2 separate regions of the Gossypium hirsutum genome follow, and region 1 is linked to region 2. Evidence: chromatin contacts called from public Hi-C data. All regions are on one chromosome and are shown on one strand. Each heading gives the region's core, a stretch centred on a gene start, on an enhancer-like site or on the middle of the called end of the contact. The rest is flanking DNA. Distances are from core to core; before and after follow the strand shown.

Evidence for each region. Hi-C and Micro-C count contacts between places; a contact is called where the count stands out from the background.
Region 1: a Hi-C map of leaf shows a contact between it and region 2, with 2.6 times the contacts expected there. The contact joins two enhancer-like sites. A contact is called at or near these places in 2 of 34 Hi-C or Micro-C datasets (both in leaf).

What each region holds. Positions count from the first base shown.
Region 1 is chrA05:31,750,873-31,757,050 of Gossypium_hirsutum_v2.1, reverse strand. No RefSeq gene overlaps it. Among protein-coding and RNA genes, the nearest start is that of LOC107957497, 6.0 kb to the right of the region's middle. Within about 2 kb of position 4,615, at least 2 of the 9 cell types and tissues checked have an H3K27ac peak or open chromatin away from gene starts, as enhancers often do. A contact at or near this core is called in leaf, where this site is marked.
Region 2 is chrA05:31,667,902-31,674,106 of Gossypium_hirsutum_v2.1, reverse strand. It overlaps LOC107957499 (agamous-like MADS-box protein AGL11), which reads right to left. Exons shown (of 9, transcript NM_001327658.2): 3 at 4,883-4,964; 4 at 4,741-4,802; 5 at 4,453-4,552; 6 at 4,255-4,296; 7 at 4,120-4,161; 8 at 3,248-3,408; 9 at 2,960-3,147. The coding sequence ends at 3,144. Among protein-coding and RNA genes, the nearest start is that of LOC107957499, 4.5 kb to the right of the region's middle. Within about 2 kb of position 2,231, at least 2 of the 9 cell types and tissues checked have an H3K27ac peak or open chromatin away from gene starts, as enhancers often do. A contact at or near this core is called in leaf, where this site is marked.

The DNA of each region.
Region 1 (6,178 bases), core at 3,366-5,865, 81 kb before region 2:
TACTTTTAATTATCAAAATATATAAATATCACCATAGAAATATTTATAATATTTAATATATCATAAATAATGAAAAGAATTTAAGAGTCTGTTGTGATGAGTTGGAACTTGGACAAATATATTTAATATTAAAATTTGATGTAACTCAATTTGATTCATATTTTTTGTTTGTTTATGAGTATGAGAGTGAGACTTCTTAGTATTTGATAGTCATTTTGAGTTTTGATTAAATTTAGAGTCGAACCGAATTGGATCTCTAGCTAGAGGATAAGCTTTCTATATCTACAAGAATCAAACTAAAAAATTTTCTTTATTTTATTATTACTAGTTGAACGCACTTTTAGTTACTCTCTCCAAAATAAATTTATTTTTCTAAATTAAAAAAATAACTATTTGACCAAATATTTTTTCCAGTTATTTTGAGAAGGAAGCTAGAGCCTAGAAGTATAATTTCTTTTCGCATAAATAATTAAATCAAAGACTTATCTTTATTAAATTAAAACACAACGAAAAAGACAGTGTAAGAATAAAACAAATGTACAACCATTTCTGGTTTTGTGCGGAAGCAATTTAGAAAGCATAAGGTGAAAGAGATTAAAACTGGAATGAAAAATGAGCATATTCAAAATTGAGACTTCAATACATGATTAATTACTTAATTGAAGTTCATGGATTATGTCCGATCGGATGAATTTTGCATGGGAATCCCAAATTGACATTGGGGTGATTATGAGGTAATGATTTTGTTAAATATAGATATAGAATCCTTGTAATCTCAAATCAGTAATCGATATGTGGATTGGCTAGTTATGTTGAAATATTAATATTTTTTATTTAAAATATGAAAAATTAATATTTAAAATTTATTAAAAATAATTATGTACTTTTAAAAGATAAAACACCAAATTAACAAAAATTATACAAATAATATTTATTTTAGACAGAAAAAATTTAATAAACTTAGACTCTCACGTGAACAAATAGTAATTTAAAGTTTGAATTCCATTGTACATTAATTTTAATCCAAATAATAATATCTACTAAAACTATATATATATATATATACAAGGAAAGTATTCATTGCGAGTGGAAATAATAATATCTATTTCAGACCAAAAAAAAAAAATTTAAATGAGCTTGGATTCCTAGATATAGTAAATAGAAATTTAAAGCCTGAATTCAATCAGGTATGGTTGCACTTTCATTTTAATAGTATTATTTTCAAAGTTTAAATTTAAATTTTACTTTCGAGAGTTGCACTTAACACTTGTTAATTATTGATATAACCCAAATATAGGCTTTATGTAGATTTATGACATCTTTAATCTTAATTATTTATTAAAACTTGGAAGTAAACAAAAAAAAATATAAAATATAAAAAAAGGATTATTTATTGAGAAACAAAGGTAATGGGTGTGGTGTTCCATAAACAGTTAAGTAAGTAGGTTGTGTGTTGAGTATGTATGTATAATGGAGGTCTATATTTCTCATACCCGGCTGTATTCCTTCAACTCTTAACATGCAAAACATTGCGTTCTTAGAACGTTATACCAACATACTTGCAGTTTTGACAACAAAACAAATAAAAACCAAAATCGGTGGATTCTTGTGATTACAATGATTTATGATTACGTATTTGACCATTTTTGATGTTAGTTGGATCCTACCTGTCTCACTATTACTCTTTATTTATATATAAAACAATATAAGTAGCTTTTAATCTCGATATTATTTTCATTCATAAACTATAATGCATGGAGCAATTCATTTCGTCTTTATAATATTTAAAATTTAATGTGATGTTAACAATTTTCGTTAATAAAAAATTTTGGTTTGAAAAGTTTTATCCTATTCTTTTTATAGAATTTTTTTTTTTACAATTTGAATTATTCAATTTAAACTATTGTTTGAAGTGAGTTCTGATATTTTCTAAAACCTACTAGGTGGGAGGAAGAGCTTCTTGTTTTCATTAGATTTGAAGACCAAGCCCTTCGTCTTCCCCATGAATCCATATTTGATTTTCATTCAAATAACTAATTTTTGTGTTAATAAAAACTTAAGTTCCGAAGAAAAGATAAGAGGTTTGAAAAGGTAAAAAGGCATATGTAAAAACATGGTCGTGGAAATGAGCAATTGATTGAATTTTAAAAAAAGAAATAAATTTTTTTTAATAAAATATATAACTTCATAAAATTATAGAATATTCTAAAAAATTAAATAAAAATTCATTAATTGTTTTTTTTATGAATGTTTTGAAATATTATTAATTATAATACTTTTAAAAATTTAAAGTAAACCAAGCAATATAAGTATATTTATAGATGATTTTTACAATGTTTACAAAAAGTAAATAATTGAACAAAATTGGTTTATTTGAAAGGGAGCAAATTGCTCTTAACTTAAATAGATTATGAATCAATTGTCTTTTTCTTTTGTTCTCTCTCGATATATGGACTAAATTAATTCCCACCTTATAGTAGAAACACATATGAAATCTTTATTCCTAAAATTTAATACAAGACTCCATTCAATTAAACGACCCCAACAACCTTTTATAATCACTCATTTCAACATACTTTCATTTTGATTCCATTGTGTTCCATTATGATGATGACAAACTCAACATTGATTTTTTAAATCTTTACAAATAGATTTAAACTAACAATAAAGATAGATTAAAAATTGGAACAATGTGTACAACACAAACAAATAAATAATTGGAACAATTTATTTTTACATAATAAATCTCTAACTTAATTTAAAACTTCTAAATTTAGGATTTGTGTCAAGTCCTTATTGGTCAAAAATGACTATGGGTCCCATGAGAGGGATGAATTTTAATCGAGAAAAGTAAAGTTATGATGTTAATTTTCTTTAAATGGAAGAGTTTTACTTTTTAGGGATTTTAGGAGTTCTTTTTATCTTTTTTTTCTATATTCATTTTTGTTGAAAATAATTTTTTTGTATTTTTAATTTAAAATTTGATTAATAAGTTTGATTGGATGAAGAAGTTAAAAAAAAAATTGAAGGTGCTTGGTAGGAAATAAAAAAAAGTAAAAAGGAAAGAAAATGAGGATGAACATTTTTGGTCATGGTAGTTAATAGGCCTGAAATTTCATTTAATATGAGAAAAATGAATTAAGGAATGCCTGCTCTGTCTATTTATATATTCATTTATTTATGAATGCGTTATCTAAAGTCTAAACTCCACTATGATTCCATCAATAATTTACACCTAACGAATATCCAAAATTAAATGAAAACTACTCTAGTATTTATAGGCTTCCAAATCAAAATTCACACAAAACCACCCCCCCAATTTATAAATATATATAGCTGGAATTAAATTAAATTAAGTTAAAAACTAGAAATATATCATACAGTTTGAATTCATATTAAATAGATATTTAATTATTGTTATTTACAAGTCAAGACGGGTATAATAATTTTCAACATACAACATTTTATACATCAAAGACATTAATTAATTAATCAATTAAAGTCATATATATATATATGAATGTAATTAATAAATATTTTAAAATTGATAAAATAATAGGTTTAATATAATATTTGGTATCTGAACTTAACATTTTTTTCAAATTTAGTACCTAAATTTTTTTTTGTCTTATTTGGTACCTAAACTTGACAATTTTTTCTAATTTGATACCTAAACTTGACACTTTTTCTTAAGTTGGAACTTAAACTTTTTTGGGGTCCAATCTGGTGCTTGAATTCGACTCTTTCCTAATTTGATACCTACTCTTTTTTTTGTTCGATTTGGTACTTGCCAAACGTTTACAAATTATTCTAATATGCTAACAACATTGTTTTATTTATGAGGTAGCAAAAATAATCAATGTATGACCGACATGTGACAGATTATATGATTTTTTTGTATTTTATATGCTCAATTAATTTCAGTTTTATTAATTGAAAATAATGAATTTCTTTTAATTTGAGTTTTTTTAAAATCTTGTTTAATATTAATTCGTTAAACATAGCTCAATACTTATTTTTTAACATGAATTTTCTCTAATATTGGCAATATTTTGTAGTATAACAAAAAAAACAATATTAGTGTTTTGCATCATTTGTATAATATTTAATAAATTTAAGTACTAAATTGAATTTAAAAAACTTATGTATCCAATTAAAAAATATTAAATTTATAGACTGAATAGGGCTCATAAAAATTTAAGGTACAAAATTAAGAAAAGATAATAAATATTGTATTAAGCAAAAAGAATATAATAAAATTAATTATAAAGCAATAAGACAATAACTATAAATAAGAATAAAAACAAAGGTAGTAATAATGTAAACAAGTGCAGAGCAGAGCCAAATCGAACATTTAGCCTTCCTGTTGTGGGTCCCGACACAACAATCAGCCCTGGCACGTTCCTACGTTCTCTACTCAATTTCGCTGTCTTTTGTCTTTTCTTTATTTCAAACGGTCCATTAATTATTATTGTTATTTTAACTGAAACAAATAAAAAATATATAAAACAATTTTGAATTTTTAAAATTCGAAAAACTATGGAAAGGGACCCTCAAAAGGACAGCAAAGAAAAACCAGACAGCTTTGGGTTTGCTTTAAGAAGCAAAGGAAATAAAAAACCACTTGCCCAATTGGCGTGGGTCCCAACTATTTCAATCTGTTTGTTTTTTTTTTCAAATTTATAGGCCGGCTTTTTTTTTCTTTTTTTTACCAAAGATATCATGAGATTTCTCAAATTTTAAAAGAAAGAACTGCGGTTTTGATAAAATAACAGCCTGTTTCTAGGGCTTAGACACGTGGCAGAACCAGGGTCATCGTTATAACACGGGCCGGAAATCATTGCCATGAAATATATATTCCGGTAAATTTAAAACTATATTCTCAGCATATAAAGTAAATCAAAATAAGAAATAGTATAAAAATATATAAATTCATTCAAAACTAATAGATAATAACACTCCAACTCTTTAAATGAACAGCATATAGAGTTTTAGTTCAATTGACATTGATATTATTATTAATGTAAGAGAATGTGAGTTTGAGTATATTAAAGCGTATTATTTTTTTATTTATAGGTTAAAGAGAGGCTATTGATAATTTTAAATATTATATAAAAAATAGATATTATTAGAATCTATAATGAAATTGTTAAAAAAAAACCTCATTTTAAGTGAAAGGAGAAAAATAGAGTTAGTCGTACCAAAGATCTCAAATTACCATTTATATTTTAAATTGAGTTTCAAATTTTAAAAATATCCTAATTACATTTTAAATTATCAATATTTTATCAAGTAGGACTTTTCATTATTAAAACTGTTGATTTAACAATTAAATGATACGTAAAATATTATATGATGTAATTTAAAATAATTTAAAATGAAAATTTTAAAGAAAAGTAAAATGTTGACGCATAACTTTTAAAATTAAAAATTAAAAATAAAGTAAAACCAAAAAAAAAAGAGAATGAACCATAATTTTTGTAAAACCTTCGAAAACTTAAAAATTAAGATTTTTACCATATCTATTTTTACAGCATTCAATTTTTTTTAAAATTTTTATTTTAAATTATGTCACATAAAATCTAAATAATTAAATTAAGTAAATAACTTTATTGTTATAACATTGATAAGTTTAAAGATATGACAAAGTATTTTAAAATTTAAAGACTAATTTAAAAAGAATATTTAATTTAAAAATATTTGATGCAATTAACTGAAGATAGTATTATGTGAATAATATATGCTATTACTACCATATATAAGGAAATCGTAACGCCCTCCTTGACACACCTGTTCATTATATTTCTCTTCTTCTTTTTCTTGAAATTATAAAACGATATTAATTTTCAATTCTAATTTCTTTACTTTTTAAGATTATATAATAATGATTCAGTTTTAATTTTAGTTCTTATTCTATTCTTAAATTTAATATTTAATTTTTGACATAATTTCGGTAACTTAATATTTGTAATATTATTAGTTAATTTAGATACTTTATTCTGATTTAAATACTTGTGTGAATTTTAATAATTGCTAATATGGTTTAAATTTTCTATTTAATTAAATTTTATTACAATATTATTTTTGTTATATAATTATCAAGTGAGTTTTTTTTTTATTTTCAAAACATCATATCAACGAATGTAACAAAAAAAAATTAACGGTTTCAATCATTAAA
Region 2 (6,205 bases), core at 982-3,481:
GTTTCAAAATATTTACCTTAATTTCACCTTTCAATCAAATTAAAAGATAATTATATATATTTATATAAATTTCCAAAATAACAGGCATTTATTATATATGTATATAATCAAAAAATATATATGAATTAAGTTATGCTTATTTACTGTTAATTTTTTTAATCCATCGAAACTTTAATCAATTCTCAATGATTTAACATGACGAGGCTCTGATACCACTTATTATATTTATAACATAAATCTAAAATAAAACTTAATAAACCGGGATCTATCATGTCAAATCATCAAGAATAAATTAAGAACAAATCAAGAACAAAACTAGATGCGGAAGCATACCTGAACCCATGAATTTCTTGAAGTTTTATCGGATCTTGGGGATTTGATCTTCTAAATTAGCACACAAGAAATTCAGAGAATATCTGCTCTCTCTTTCCTAATGATGGATATTAGAAAACATATCTTGTGTATAATTTGGGGACCATAACCCTAATATTTATAACATTGGCATATTAGTTCTAATCAAATTCTAATTAGCCCATCATTAATCAGAATTTGATTAGAATTCAATTACAAGAGTATCTACACATATTTGACCCATACTTTATTTAATAATTAAAGCCCAATAAAATTTTAACCAAATTAGATCACTTTTAATTTAGGTTAACCTATTATGATAATAAATAATAATATGTAATTACCCTTATTATATATGTGATGTCTATATTTTCTAACACAACATCAATATCAATAATAGAAGATAAAGTATCCAACACTTCGATAAAATCATGAGAAGGCGCGAACGATAAAAGCCATCATCACTAGATGATGAGCTACTTTATTAGCCTCACTTTTCGTCGGTGAAAAATGATTGAAGATACAAATAGCCCTAAACTAGGAAAGTAAGCTCGATCATATTACTACGTTTCTCCCTTTGAGCATTAACTGCAAGCAAGCAATTCAACTCCACAAGCAGAGCATTGTAAGGCCTCTTGAATAGCATAAATTTCAGCTAAATGAGGGTCTCAAACAACTGTTACATAACTCGACAAGTCATTTATTAATCGACCATCGTGATCTTCACCACTGCTACGAAATTATCCTCATCAATTAGATACAAATTTTTAAAATTTTTGGTTTTAATATTTTTAATGATGTTTATTCTTAACAAAACTTACTTTATTAATGTATAAAAAAAAACTTAATTTATCATTAACAAATATGTGAATTTAATATTTTTAAAATAATCATGATTTGTTTATTAAAAAAATAAATTAGTACATTTACCTCAATTAATAGATGCTTAAATCGAAATTTTTTTGAAATATTTAATATGTATTTGAATTAAACATAAATTAAAATTTAATTTGATAGTAATTAAAATATCAATTATCTAAAAAATTATAAGAGATAAAATATTAATGTAAAAATAGTTTTTAAAATAATGATAATAGATTCCAAATAAATTTAAAAACACTATAAATTTTTTTTATATTCAACCATATACTTATATCTAGAGGTGCTATGGGCCAGGTCCAACTAAAAATTTAGGCCCGTACCACATCCGGTCCAAAAAATGGGCCTAAAATTTTTCCCAAATATAGCTCGGATTTTACCTGATAAGAATATAAATCCGGGCCCAACTCAGCCCGTATTATTTTTTATATTATTTTAAAAATATATATAATATATCAAAAATACTAAAAACATTAAAATAAATGTTTTCTAACAAATTGAAAATAATTTTTTTTAAAAATATGTATACTTAAATAATAGTAAGATAAGTTCAACTTAACAAACAAATGTCTCTAAAATAGTAACAAAATTAACAATAAAACAAGAGTTATACAATAACAACAAAATAGTAACATAATAGTGAAATGATAGCAAAATAATGAAAAAAAAAAGAAAATAGCAAAAAAGAGAGTAAAAAGAAAACAATTTTTTTTTACATATTTGGGCCGAGCAAAATAAGCCTTACATGAGGCTCAGCCCGTTTTCTAAACGAGCCTTATTTTTTTCTCAAGCTCATTTTTCGAACATATATTTTTACCAAAACTCTTTCACTTTTCGAGCTTTGCCTGACCCATGATCAAGTGAACTTATCTATGAGAATTTCGAATTACAAATGTCAAAGAAAAGAATTATAAGAGGGAAATAACAACTCGTTTGGGCCAGGTATAACCCACATAACAGGCCTGTTACTAATAACAAAGGCTAAAAGAAAAAGCCCAAGTCTTGAACTGATTAATTTAACTCTTCTTATTAACCATCCAACCTTTTTCTACCCTCATCATGTTAAGCTTGGGGTCCAGCTAAAATTTTCAAAAATTTAGAGGATATAATTAAAATATTTAAATATTTTACTAAATATAATTAAAATTTTTAAAGGCATAATGAAGATTTAATTAAAATTTTGAAAAGTTTAATGAAAAATTCCAAATTTTGGGACAATTAAAATTTAGAATTTTTTAAAGGTCTAAAGAAAATTTTCAAAAATGGGGGCAAGGCCCCTAGGCCCTCATTACAGTCCCCAATGCCTTGTCCGTCGATCAGGGGTTTGGTCTCTCCAGTGGAGCTCTTCCCACCGTGGCTGGTTTTGATTTTTTGGGCCTTTGTTTCGTAGTCTTTGTATGTTACCGAGTTTGGAATTGAAGACTTTAGGTAAGAGAGAGCATACACATTTACTCAACTTCTCTAAATAAATGGCTAATGATCGATGATCCCTCTACCATTTCATTTTTTCTCGTAAAATTAATTTTTTGAGACTTTAGGTACTATTCTATGATATAACGAATTCTTTATTTCTAACTTGAATAAGAAATAAAAAGAAACACTATTATTATAAACAATTGTTAGTATCGGTATTTTTTACCATCATCATCGACTATCACTTAATATTATTAGCATGTTTTTATTTAAGTAGGAATTATGAATTATTTTAAGCATTATATAAAAAAATCAGTTTAACACACAAAATTAAACACGTTACACTAGTATAGGTTTTCAGACAATATAACAGAACAAAACAAGTAACAAATTACATGACAGCTTCATAATATATGTAGAGTACATATGGTTGAAATGCATCCTTATTTAATCTCATAATATCACAACACCCTTTTCAGATTTGTTCTCTCCAACTCTCTCTACCTGCAATCAGTGTTGTTCAGAAAGATTAAAATATATATATATTAACCCCATGATTGGTTTCATAATATTGGAAGCAAAGACATTAGAAAAAGGCAATTACCCAAGATGGAGAATCTTCTTGTCATGGTGGGAGTAGGGAGTGGGAGTTCCTCTCTCAATCACATTTGGAGTAAAGAAATTGCGAGATGCCAAGGCTTGAATAGCATTCAGCTCTGCTCCTGTTACCATGTTTGCTTCCTCAACCCTCTCTATCTCTGCAATCTATTCTTAATCATAACTCCCATTCAGTGTCTCTTAAGATATTATGAAGCTAGAAATTTTATATTTCCAAGGTTATAATAAAATATGATCAGATAATCATTTTTTCCATAAACATGTATTCACAAAAAAAAATTATGAATTAGTATTCAAGACTTTGTATCCCCATATCATAAATCTTATTAATCTGGGATTAAAATGTTTTTTTTTTTTTGAAATTGGGCCGACCATCAACCTTCTATATCTTTGGGTATGTTTGATACTAGCACTTTAAGAGGTTAAAATGTGTCATCAGTATCTCTACTCTTCCTAATTTCGTACTTTAGTTTTTAGATTTTTTTTTATTTTTAAAAACTTAATCTCTCTATTTTTAAAATTTCAAAAGTTAAGTTACACTGTCAATTTTTTTAAAAAAATTTGTTGGTGTGATATTTTGAAATAAAAAAAAATACTCACTTGATAATTATGTAGCTAAAAAAATAATGTTGTAAGGAATATGAATTTAACATAATAATTTTAACCATTGAATCTAAATTATGAAATCTGAAAAAGTAGAAAAACTAGTTCACGACTAAATTCCAAATTGAAGAGATTTGAGATATTGTTAAATCTCACTTAATATTTGAGTAGGTGTGGATGGGCAGACTTAACTAAACTAAAATTGCATGACAAAAACAAATTGGTTGATGTGTTAGGAAATATGAATGTAATTACCTTAGCTCGGAGACATACACTTTCATTTTCCAGCTCAACTTCCTACAATATATAAAATTTAAGGTAGGTGTGTTAAAGAGTTAAATTTAGAAGTGGGGAAAAACAAGTAAAGTAAATAAGAAAGTAAGCATTCACCCTTTTCTGAAAATATTCAATTTCAGCTAGCAGCATTTCGTGCTGTTGCATCACCAACAACCAAACTCAGATAAGACACAGATATAAATATATAAACATTAAGTAGGAGAGTAAGCTGAGTTAAGTGATTTCAAGTCAAAGAAAATCCCCATTATTTTATATTAAATGAAAATGAATCATTGGGATGTAAATATTTACCTTCTTTGATCTGATTCTAGTAATCCCTCGTTCAAGTCTATTCTCTAGCTGCTTTAACTCCTTCACTGTCAAGGAACTCAACGAATCTCCCATTAGATGCCTTGAAAGAAAGCAAGTTAAAAAGAAATAGGGTATTAGCCTTTAAAGAACAAAATGTAAAAGGAGGAAAAGCAGGCAATGCAATCCTCTGAAAGAACAAGTAAAGTTCTTTTAACTTTTGAAAATTAAGACTGCATTTTTCTTTTTCTTTTGTTCATCTCATAATTTTCAAAGGATTTTATAGTTTACCTGCTAGAATTCTGTAGCATTTGAATCTGCTGCCTCAACTTGGCTGATTCTTGTTGATAATACTACATTGTAAAATAAATATTTCTTTTGTCATGCAAAATACTAAACTCCATTTATCTTATCCCGAAAAATAATTAATTACCTGAGCATTGATTTCCGTGACGGTATTTGTGTTTGAGGTACCGGAACATGCCTTCTTGTACCTCTCTATTGTTGATCTTATGCTGCACCCAAGAAATCAAATCAACAGGGATATAGGAAATGGACGTAAAAAGAAAAAGCACAAATATTATATTTACTATAAGAATGCTTAGTTTTATAGAATCCATAAAGTAGCACCATAATTAACTCCTTGTTCATTTGAGTTTAGGTAATCCAAGTACAAAATCAGTGATTCCATGGTGCATTAGGGACTGGAAGTGATGCATATAAGCCCTATCCTGAGCATTTTAGTTTGGACTTGAAACACGCCCCATGGAATATATTGGATTAATAAAAGTTGGATTGAATTAAAGGAAGAGTGATTTGTTTCCCAAAATGACTTTGCAAAATCTCCACCATGTGTTTTAATTACTATTTTCGAAAAAGAAACCCATCTTATAAATATGTGTTTAATCATAATTCGCAAGTTAATTTTTAAAGTTAGTGAATAAAATAACTGGGTCAAGAGTAGTGATATTGAAGTTAGCTCACTCGGAAATATAACAGGTGGGAGAAGAAAACTCTCTACTTTGTTTTTGCATGGATTTAGCTATGGAAGTGAAAGGAGACATATAAATTGAAATGGCTGTATTTAGCAATGAAGCAAATAAAAGCTTACAAACATGGGTTGCCAAATCTTCAGTGAAGAGAATGATAAGCAATCAAAAGATTGGAGTTGAAGAGTTTGATAGTTTTTAGCTTGAAAATAGAAGCAGACAAAAGGAAGTAGCAGAGATGTCCAAAACAACCCAACTGGAAAGTATTGGAACTCAAACTCCAATTTGACATTAAGTGTTTAAACCAAATGGGATCTATGTCAAATCTTCAACATCGGATGAAATTTTGCTTTGACTTCCGATTCTAAAATCACATGCACCTCTTTACCATCTAATTACACCAAACACTTCCATTGGAGAGGCTCTTCTATATTGGAATTCCCCCTTTCCATCATACTTAAAAAATGCTTTTACTTCTATTTGTCTGGCAATCAATTTTAATTAACTCAAAGTAATTGAAATTAGAATAAATCTTAAATCTGATCTTAAAGTTCCTAAGATGTTAATATTGCCATTGAGAGAAGTCCTCATTTGCATGGCTAAGAAATTTGTTTATATCACAAGTTTATCAGTGGTATTACATTTTAGTTTATGGTGCAAGATGTAATTTTTTTATCAATATGATGATTGTATTATCTATGTGTTGGAATGCTTAATTTATCCATCGTCTTTCTCACTCATTTCCATTGTCTGTGTTTACCTCAGAA